Regions from separate parts of the Siniperca chuatsi genome. Here region 2 is linked to region 1. A link is a contact called in public Hi-C data. All regions are on one chromosome and are shown on one strand. Each heading gives the region's core, a stretch centred on a gene start, on an enhancer-like site or on the middle of the called end of the contact. The rest is flanking DNA. Distances are from core to core; before and after follow the strand shown. Region 1 holds the start of nrn1a (neuritin). Region 2 holds the start of LOC122866467 (mucin-5AC).

Region 1 (5,455 bases), core at 1,095-3,594:
GGAGACCCAGTTACTGTGTGTGCGTGCGTGTGTGTGTGTGTGTGTGTGTGTGTGTGTGTGTGTGTGTGTGTGTGTGTGTGTGCACGTGTGTGTGTGTGTGTTCCCCTCCTGCTGCAGCACTGCATCGCCTCGGGGAAACATCTGTGTTAATATGCAGGAGAGAGAGAGAGAGAGAGAGAGAGCGTTGGTTTGTTTCAGATTCAGCTGACATCAGCAGGAGAAGACGAGATCCCCCACGTCTTTTCTTCATCCTCACACACACACACACACACACACACACACACACACACACACACACACACACACGCACACACCTTTTACGTTCTTCCTGAAATAATGAATTAATATTCATAGTGAACATTAATGTTTCTGTAATATTCTTTTAGTCTCAGAGGTGGAAGAAGTACTCAGATCCTTCACTTAGGTAAAAGTGAAAATACTACATAATAATACATAATACAAGTTCAAGTACAGAAGTATTATCAACAAAACGTACTTAAAGTATCGAAAGTCCTCAATCCTGGATTATTATAATTATTATTATTATTATTATTATTGTATGTAAGCGTCGGCGTGGAGCTAACTTTAACTAGTTTACGTACTGACGGGTAAATTATTAGAATAGATCGTATTTCAGAAGCTGCTGACACAGTTTGTTTGTAGAATAGTCATTTGTAAAATAAATATAATATTTATATTTAGTAAATATAGCTGTCAGGTGAATGTAGTGGAGTAAAAAGTACAACATTTCCCTCTGGATGGAAATAATCAAGTACAAATACCTCAAAACTCAGTTATATTCCACCGCCGCCTGTCGTAGCTCATCGGTCATTATTTGTGTGTATTCTAAACATTTCATCTTTCGTGTTTGTTACATTTCAAACTTTCCAAGTTACTCCAAACGCTCCCTGGAAACGGCCGAACCTGCTGGGGAACGCGACCCGAGACGCTCGGCGGGGAATTTAAGTGACACTGAGCTGTGTGTGTGTGTGTGTGTGTGTGTGTTTCTCTCGCAAAGGTCAAAGGTCAGTCCCACATGTGGAAGTCCGGCAGCTCGTATTTAACCTTCAGCTGCGTTCAAACGTGTTCAAGCTTTTAAGCAAATTCAGATTTAAAAATAAAACAAACGATCTTATCACCGGAAACAAAGCATTCGTCGATACTCAGAATCTAACAAACGCAGAAATCAAAACGCAGCTTTGCAGCGGAAAGAAGTTCGTCACACGGTTTATTTATCCGGTTTGAGCGAAGAGCGAAGGCGTCACGGCCGCAGCTGCGAGCTCCCGCAGTGCATGCTGGTCCTGCTGCGTACCTGAGCAAACCTGAGAGGACTGAAGGTCTGCACAACTCCTGCAGAACCAGAAGAAAACGGGAGGCTGGATTCGTCCACTAGGGGGGCCCCCCGGGGTGGGACACGGCCCCTGAACGAGACCGCAGGGCCAGCCAGGTGTCCTGCTCTCGTTGGACGAGTCAGACGCGGGACGCGCTGCAGCCTTCGTGTTTCAGAAAACGAAGATTTCATTCGAAGCGAAGAGCTGCAGATTTAAAGCGGATCACAGAAACACGACCACGCGCTCCCGGCGGCCTCTGACTTCGCACGGGTCAAAGGTCAACACCGGGGGACCCGTGTGACGGCCTTCAGAGCAGAGCAGCTCCGGCTGAGGGGGGAGTCAAACACGTGAACAGGTGTGCACGACACCTGGGACATTAAAGGCTCGGGGGACAGGTGCGCTGGAGGAGCCTGCAGCTAACGGAGCGGACGCTTTAAATATTCGCTGCAGGCTAAAAACTCACGTGATCAAATCAAAAAAATAATAATAAAGACTTTGGAAAAAAACAGCAGAAACGTAAACCTCGGGGCCTTTTGAGCAGCAGTTCTGGAGCTTTCGCTCGCAGCGCGAGATCTTCTTCAGATGCGGTCTGCATTTCAATCTGAGCCCTTTGGAGCCGGAAGAAAGGTCCGCCAGCCCAGAACTTTCAACTGCATCTCCTATGTTTCAGTTCTAGTTTTTATCAATGCACGAACGAAGGCCGTGAGATGCTGCTGAAAGCTCTGGAAAAAGCCAGTAAGAGAACATTGAGCGCATGAGCTCAGCGTTTCTATAAAAGCAAAACTGAAATGGATGAAGGAAAAGATACAAAAGGACGTGATGAAATCATAACTGGCCCAATAATAATAATGAGGAGGAGGGGGGGAGGAAGAGGAGGAAGAGGAGGAGGAGGAGGAGAGGGGGGAGGAAGAGGAGGAGGAGGAGGGGGGAGGAGGGGCTCTCTCTCTCTCTCTCTCTCTCTCTTCTTTTTCCTCTCCAGACGCGTAAAACAGGCAGGAAGCTCAGAGCAGAGCACGACAGAGAGCAGGAGCCACAGAAGAAGAAGAAGAAGAAGAAGAAGCGCGCACACACGGGAAAGACAAGAAACAGGAAGAAGAGGAGGAGGAGGAGGAGGAGGAGGAAGAGCGCTGGATGTAGCTGTTGTTTTGCGGGCAACTTTCTGGATCCCGGCTCTCATGGTGAGCGGAGGACGCAGAGGATGGGAGTAACCTGGTCCTCCAGATGCCTCGCACTCTTTCTGGCTCTACACATAGGTGAGTGACCCGGGAAGAATCCGCCGAAGAAGAGCTGCAGTCACGCGCTCTTTCTGCGTCCAACAAAAACCAGGTTTTAGTCGTTTCCGGGACGAGAAGCGTTGTTTTCCTGCTGCGCTTTAAAAAAACAGCAAAAAATCTCTTTCATGTTGATAAATTGTCATTTTGAGACACGAAGGTGTTTTATATATATTATATATATATTTTACTAATAATTTAAGTCGCTTCTAATAACGAGTTTTATTAATATTTGTCTTATTTTTAATTCAGCAGCAGAAAAAAAAAGAGGAAATGAAGAGTTTTGTTTAAATAGACCAATTTAAGTTTGCTTATTTTTAGGTTTACAAACTTAAATTCGTTTTTAACAATAACAATAATAATAATTATTATTATTATTATATTTTTTAAATCATATTTAATGTTGTTTTTGGCAGGTTTGTCCGTGTGTTGTTGATTTGGGGCGTAGTGAAGCAGCAGCGGCTCGTTTCAACGGGGCCACACTTCACGTGTGGACTGTGTGTGTGTGTGTGTGTGTGTGTGTGTGTGTGTGTGTGCTAACAAGGGGAATACCCCCCCCTCCTCCCCCTCTCCGCTCCTCGGTTGTCCCAAACTGGAGACATTTGTTGAATTATCTTCAGAAATTTCTTCCTCTCGCAGTTTAAATGCTGGAAACGGACGCAGCGGGTTTTTTGGCTTCACGTCGCTCAGATTTGACGCTTTCCGGTGGTTTTTCTGCGGCGTCAGAGACGCTTCAGAGGCCCGTCTGCAGGTCTGACCGGACCAGAAGCGGCACAGGGATGAGACGTTAAGCTGCCCGGCCGGAGCAGCTCCTCCCGGCCTGGCGGTCCTGCGGGCTCCGGGCTCCCCGCCGCAGTGCGCGGGGCTTCGGGGAGGCAGCGGCGGCGGCGGCACGCCCGCGCTGTCCGGGAGCCGGAGGATGCGAAACGAGCCCGGCCTCGGTTCAAACACCATCTCGTTATTCGTTTGATTTTTCACCGTCTGAGCTCCTGTTTCTGATTTAAAAAAAAAAAAAGAACAAAACAGAAAAAAAAAGGTTCATTTATCTCCTTAAATGTTCGGTGTGCACGCGCGCGGAAGCGGCCGTGCACCCGCCTCGTGCACGGTGGAAAATAAAACGAATTTTTTTTTTTTGTGTAGGTTTCGTAATAAAAATCAGGTGTAAAAAGCTTCCAGGTGAGCCTGCGCGTTTGGTTTTTAACGCAACGGAGCTGCAGCCTCCGGGATCCGTCTAATATCTGGGAGGAACAAAATGAACAAAAAAAGGCAAATAACATCTGAGATGAAACAAGAGAAATATGGAGATGGCTGTTGTCTTCTGCTGTTGCATTGCATAACGACGCTGTGGAGGAGGGCTCTGCGCGTGCGTGTGTGCATGTGTGTGTGTGTGTGCGTGTGTGTGTGTGTGCATTTGCTGGTGGCAGAGAAATGCTGAATTATTCAAGGCGCAGAATCGTCCCCGGTGCTTTTGTTGGAGAGAGCCCGGTGTCCGGTGCTCACGGTGCTCACGGCGAGAGAGGAGGAATAAACACAAATGTGTGTGTGTGTGTGTGTGTGTGTGTGTGTGTGTGTGTGTGTGTGTGTTTGGGTGTTTTTTGAAAGCAGACAGAATGAAACCAAATGAGCTGCTGAATTATTTCACACACACACTGAAACATGGAGGGGGATCGAATGAAATCGATTAATTAATCTGCTTTTCAAATATCGCATTTTATCTTTTTTTTTTTTATTTTTCAGTTAACTGTTAACTGTTTCGGTATTTTTTTTCCCACCGTGTTTTCATTTTTCACAAGCAAACGCCTCGCGAGCACAGAAGAGCCTCGAAACAAAAGCAAAGAAAATTAATTTCCTGCGCAGTTAAACAGCTGCTTTTAATGATTTAATGCTTTGTTGAACTCAGAATTTCATCAGCAGTCATTTTAAAAACGAGTTAAATATGTTTAGAGGTTTTTTTAGTGTAAAATGTGGTTTTTGGGGTATTTTTACGCGCGTAAAAACGGCCTCGCGCGGTGTTGGAGGTGGGTGTGTCTGCCGTGTGGAAGCTACAACACGCTGCTTTTGGCATCGGTGCACTGCAGGCAACAGTGTGTGTGTGTGTGTGTGTGTGTGCGCGTGCGTGGAGGCGTGAACGAAAATGCTGCGCGCGTCCCCGTTTGTGCGCGCGTGGTGGGACTAGTTTCACTGAAACCGGAATAAACCGCGGAAACACGAATCAGGGAGAAACAGAAAGAAACAGATGTAACGAAATAAAACATGAATACTTTTATTTTCAGGTGAGAAATGAGATAAAAACGTTACAAAAAAATACAACAAATGTAGAAAAGTCAAATATATAGTTCCTGTATATATATATATATATATATATATATATATATATATATATATATATATATATATGATATTACTATATAATAAATATTTATTAATTTAAAACGGCCAGAAGGAAAATAATTAGCAGGTTTTTTTTTGTGAATTAAAGCGGATTGAATGAATGTTAGAGGCCAGGTGAATGGGGGGGGAGGGGCTTCATTCAGGTATTTTGGTGATCTTGATTGGAGCTGATTGGCCCGTTTGACTGACACACCCCCCCCCCCAATCTGCTGCAGAGAGAAAGCTTCATGTGAGATGATGTAATGATGTAATGCCACCTCCATACAGTGGAGTGTGTGTGTGTGTGTGTGTGTGGGGGGGGGGGAATATTAATAGAATATTATAGAAATATTAATATAATAAATCTGGCAAACAACAGAGAAACAGGAAACTTATAGAATCAATTGATATTAATGTATATTTAATTCAGGAACATCAAAGAAAAAGAAACTGTTTAAAAAGCTGCGTTAATTATCGGAGGAT
Region 2 (5,455 bases), core at 1,742-4,241, 240 kb after region 1:
TAACAGTTGGCTGAAAATGTGTGTGCAGGACTTAGTTCTCCCCAGGAAACTGGAAATATTCAGAATTAGCTTGTGTTAAAGACGGCCTGGTTTATGTTCGGACAGCTGATCGCTGTAAACGTTCGGGAGGGAAGAGGACGAACGAAATGAACCTGTCTGTCTGTCTGTCTCTGCAGGTCTCCATCGGGAAGATGTACGGGTCCCAGAAGATCGTGGTGGAGGATTAACCCTCTGCTGCGGAGGTGGAGGTGGAGGGGGGGAGCACTGTCCCAGCAAACCACAGGATGTGACATCAGAGACGAATCACTGCCCTGACATCATCACCACCAACAACCAGCCTGCTTCCTGTTTCGACCCAAACGCTGTTTAACTGTCACCGGGTGGAGGTGGAGGTGTGAAATGCATTGTGGGAGATGTAGGACAGAGTAAAGCTGCGAAGCACCTGAAGTTTGTTTGGAGTTTAGACTTTAAAATGTTTAGTTTTTTTTTCCGTGGATGCACCGATCAGATGTTTGGGTCGATTGAAGTGATCGTGTGATCGATCGCAGGCGGAAATCTTTTCCTCGCTCTGATTCACTTTCTGAGTTATGACCCGTTAAAAAGAAGCAACGTGAGGCAAAGGCTGCAACGAACTATCGTTTTCATTACCAATGAATCTGCCAATTATTTTCTCAAATCATTGATTAACTGCTCGCTCTATAAAGTATCAGATAACGGTGAGACATGTCACTATTCCGCTGATGCCTTCAAATGTCTCGTAAGCCAAAGATGTACAGTTTAATATCATCTAACAAATATAAGAACACGAACAAATATTCACGTTACAGAAGCGGAAAGCGAACTTTTTGCCTAAAAAATGGATTAATCGATCAGATTTGTTGTTTGGCCAAAGAGTTATTTTACTTCTCAGACTGTTTCATTTGAGTGGAGAGACGAGAAGTGTTGTGTCCCAGAAACACGTCTTTCTTTTCAATGTTTCAGTTTCGTTAACAGGTTACTGTTTGAGAAATAAATGAAGTTTTGACATATTACTGTCTGCTTGAAAAAGTTGATCTTTGGCCAAACTAATTCATGTAACTCCTGACGATTTAAAGAAGGCACGAAGTGTTAAAATCAGATCTCACCACAAGGTCCGTTTAGTCTCCGGAGCTTTCGGTCGTATCACGCGATGGTGCCCAGAACTGGAAATATTCATAAATTTTCATAAAAATGTTAGTTTGCCTGCAGCGTGATAACATTTGTACTGTTTGACTGTTGGAAACTGACTGTAATGAGCAGAAGTGACTCATCGACGACGGCTGATCGGTGCATCTCTGATTCCTTTCTAGTGTTACTTTTGTATTCTAACGCACAGCGTACATGAGATTATCTGCTACAGCGGACTGCAGAAAATACACAATCTAGCTTCTGTAATATTCACTCCCAGACACGTTTTAGTCATCAGTTTATGTCTGAGAAACCCCAGTGGATCAATATTCTGTAAAATTCAACATTTCTCTGTTTTACTGGACAGAAAGACGTTTTGTTTTGTAAAAAGATCGAAGAGGATGAGCTCTGTGTCGACCTAAAGCTGTTTTATCAGTTTAAATAAAGCGGCAGCAGTGGAGATGCTGCAGATCCAAACTGAAGCAGGTTTCTGAATGTGATGTTTCAGGACAGACCGCTGCTGCCGGAGGAAAACCTCAGAACAGCGGCGTGTGTGTGTGTGTGTGTGTGTGTGTGTGTGTGTGTGTGTGTGTGTGTGTGTGTGTGTGTAAATAAGAGAGAATTTGTTTCCAGCAGGTTTGAGGTCGAATCATTTTCCCTGTAATTACAAATTAAGGAAGTGATTTTGATTCGTCCAAATGTCCAATTATCTGTCGAAACAAAATAAAGACATTGTGGCTCAGACGTGTCGTCAGCAGACAGCAGTTCATTTACCGCTCTCTGGTTTATTTGTTAAATTAATACTGCGGCTTTGTCTTCTGCAGAGATTACATTGTACGGCTACGCAAACACTTTTATACTTTCCAAAAGAAATTTGACTTTTTCTTCTAATTTGACAGTTTTTATGGGGGGAAAGTAAAGTAAAATATAATAATATTAAATAAAAACAGGTGTAGATCCTCTACAAGCATTACACACCGTGCAGCGTACGAACGGCTTTCATCTCATGTTCGAAACATGAATTAAAAGTGAACGTTCAAAGCTTCCTGAAAGGAGTTGGGGTTGCACGTTGGACGTATGACCTTTCTGTTGTTTGGTTGGTTTTTTCTGCATTTTTTGTATCTATGAGTAGTGGGCCGATGTCTTTTGTGAATTGCATTGTGGGACGACACTCGTCCAACGAATCCCATCAGTTTAATATGCATAATGGCGTCTTTGAGTACATGTGGTCACTTTTCCATAAAATCAAAACCATACGATTGCTTTTTGGCGTCGAGCACCGTCCTCGGGAATATTGAGACATAAAGCAACATGGATGAGCTGCAGATGGTCGCCACGGCAGCGCTAAGGGACCGAACTCAGAGCGAATGCTGGACTCGCAGTCGTCAGGCGACGCCAACACGACTCCACGTGAAGGAAATAAGCAGCTGTTATCACTTTAGAAGCTGACGATGTGTCCGTGTTGTGTTCACAGCTCGTTTCTGCCGCGAACAAGTCGACCGACAATAAGTTACTGAAGGTTAATCATTTTTATCTGTTGCTCTGGTTCAGACGCGCAGGTAACAGGAGCTTCTGAGGGATCTGCCTTTGGTGTAACTCAACCAATGAGATGTCTTCTATCTGTAACATCTGCGTGAACGAGTGTAACTCCAACCTGCACAGCTGTAAACCTAAAGCGGGACAGACGAGTCACTTCTGTGCAACGAACACCACCCTCTCTCCTCAGACCCTGGATCTGAATAAGGATCAAATCCACAAAAAGTCCCTGACAGATCGGATAAATACCGAACTGAGTGGGAGCACTGTGTGTGTGTGTGTGTGTGTGTGTGTGAGAAACACACACGGACAGCGTGACTGGATGCAGCAGCAGCAGCAGAGGAGGTGAGCTCAGAGGTGCGTTTGGTTTTGGTGGAGGAGGGTGAAGGTGGAGGAGGTGACTGACCCACAAGGTACCAGCGGCTGCTATTAATAGACCCATCTGTTGGCTTAAGCACGAGCACACTGGCCCACTTACACACACACACACACACGCAGGTGTAAAAGATCACGTTGCTCCGTCACCAGACGAACACACTGCTTCGTGCACGTGCTCCGTGCGAGTCCTACATTCACTAAGAGGACTTCAGACTCGATCTGCCCCGCGGCTCGCTTTGGCTTCTGGGAGGATTGTTTTTAAAGTTCACCCCAAAATCCAAAACACAGGCGTCCCCTCTCACCTGTAGCGCTGTTTGTCCATCCGGGTTGTTTTGGTGTGAGTTGCAGAGCTTTGGAGACATCGGCCGTAGAGACGTCTGCCTCCTCCGAATGTAACGGGACTGCATGGCGCTCGGCTCGTGGTGAAAAACACATTTAAAAACTCGACGGCGACGTCTCTTTGCAGAGGTCATGAGCCGGTTACCTCGGAGTAGGAAGGCAGACGTAACTCACAGCAAAACACTCTAGATGGATCAACAGGTAAGAGGAAAAGTATGTTCTTGGGTGAACCGTCCCTTTAAACCAAGCTGGCGTTCGTTAGCCAGGGAGCGTTGGTCTAAAATATCTGCAAGTTCTGGACGGGCTGAAATGAAATTTGGCATCATTCGCTCTGTCATAAACAAAGAAAAGAAACTCTCGGGTGACCATGAGTACAAAACATTACTTATTATTATATCTATGCACTTTTTATGATGTTGTGCCTGCTTTTTTTATGGGATTTGTCTCATCTCTCCAATATTCATCAGCTAAAATGAACAGTTTTTAAACTGGATGGAGTCATGAGATCGTATGTGTGACTGATGGTGCAACATGGGGTGGGGGTTATAGTGGTAGGTTGGGGTGGGTGTTGAAGGGAGGCAGAGGCAGGATTTTGGGTTTTTTTTTTATTTACTTTTGTTTATTATCTCTGAGAATGTTGTTTCATTTCAACCGTTGTGGTAAAAATAAATAAAATTCACATTTAAAAAAACAAACAAACAACTGTTTTAGAGAAATATCTTTATTTTTAGAAGTCAACTACAGCTCCCAAGGTGCATTTCAGCACAAAACACCCAATCACAGAGCTTGATGGCGGTACAGAAGGCTGCTTTATTTTAAAAATACTTCACGAGGTGATCGCGTGTGTTTTAGTTTCGTTGAGGTCATGAGATTGTGACTGCGGTGTTTACGGCCTCCGCTCTGCTTTTCACCTGAAATAGGCCTTTGAGTCTCCGTCGGTGTTGACAGATCAAACAGATGTCGTCAGGTCTGTCAACAGGATTATTTTCAGAGGCGTTGGACTTCTGAGCTTTGGCCCTCATGTAAAGATGATGGACAGATACAGACGGACAGGAGGACAGACTGCTGTGGGGACGAGGACCTGGCCGACCTCACGTACAGAATAAATGTTGGCTTGTATCCCGGTCAGCTGTAAATTACAGGCCGTCCAGCTCTAAATGTGCTGTTTTAATACAAAAATAAGTTTTTAATCTGACTCTGGATCAGGAAATGCATTCAAATTCACACAGTGGCAATCTAATATGCATTAGCATGTTATGCTAACCTTTGCATTAGCATGTTAGCATGGTAGCGTTTGTTCTATGTTAATAGGCTACTATTGGCAACATGCTAATAATAACACAGATAAAAGCTATTACAGCATGTTAGCATTAAGCACAGCTTTTGGTGATGTCATTATTAATAGCATGTATGCTAATTTTGGATTTGAATGTTAACATGGTACATTTTTTTCTAGTGTTAAAATATTAATGCTGACATTGGCAAATTGCTAACATTAGCATGACTCGTGGCTAACACAGCACATTAGCATTACAAATACACGATATGACAAATACCATGATATGGAACGAAACAGTGACGCGGCAAGTGATGTAACTAACGTTAGCTAGGTTGTTAGTTAGCTTAGCTAGGTTGTGGGTTAGCAAACTGTCGCTACAGTTGCTGCTGCGAAGCTAACAGCCAGAGAGGACGATACGGTTTCCCAGAGCCGGCACAGCAGCTCCAGAACATCCATGTCTTCATCATGCTAAGTGTTAGCATGTTATCATGCTAAAAGTTCATGGCAAGCGTTTGCAAATTATAAATGTATATTATTCTATATTATAATTCTAACCGCAAGCACGTGTACATGGTAACGTACGCCATTTTAGCCTGATCGAAGTTGATTCAGTCTGACAGTGTAGAGCAGAGTCTGATATGTCCTAAAATGGCCACCGTACGGAGGGTAAACCCTATAGATTTAGGTAACAACGTGATCTTTCCTCTGGCAGCATCCTCAGGACAAACACTACACTTTATACCCCGCTAGCGGTAAAGATCTTATCGGTTAGTGTTC

Evidence for each region. A called contact is a pair of places that touch in the nucleus more often than the background predicts.
Region 2: a contact with region 1 is called in a Hi-C map of an unstated tissue, with 4 times the contacts expected there. The contact joins the promoter of LOC122866467 here to the promoter of nrn1a in region 1. A contact is called at or near these places in 2 of 3 Hi-C or Micro-C datasets (skeletal muscle and an unstated tissue).

What each region holds. Positions count from the first base shown.
Region 1 is chrLG19:25,026,249-25,031,703 of ASM2008510v1, forward strand. It overlaps nrn1a (neuritin), which reads left to right and starts at 2,345. Exons shown (of 4, transcript XR_006375717.1): 1 at 2,345-2,584. All of the region lies in intron 2 of LOC122866462 (NLR family CARD domain-containing protein 3-like), which reads right to left.
Region 2 is chrLG19:25,269,239-25,274,693 of ASM2008510v1, forward strand. LOC122866467 (mucin-5AC) reads left to right here and starts at 2,992. Exons shown (of 17, transcript XM_044176171.1): 1 at 2,992-3,600. All of the region lies in intron 2 of LOC122866462 (NLR family CARD domain-containing protein 3-like), which reads right to left. It overlaps LOC122866512 (LYR motif-containing protein 4), which reads left to right. Exons shown (of 3, transcript XM_044176279.1): 3 at 177-1,628. The coding sequence ends at 227.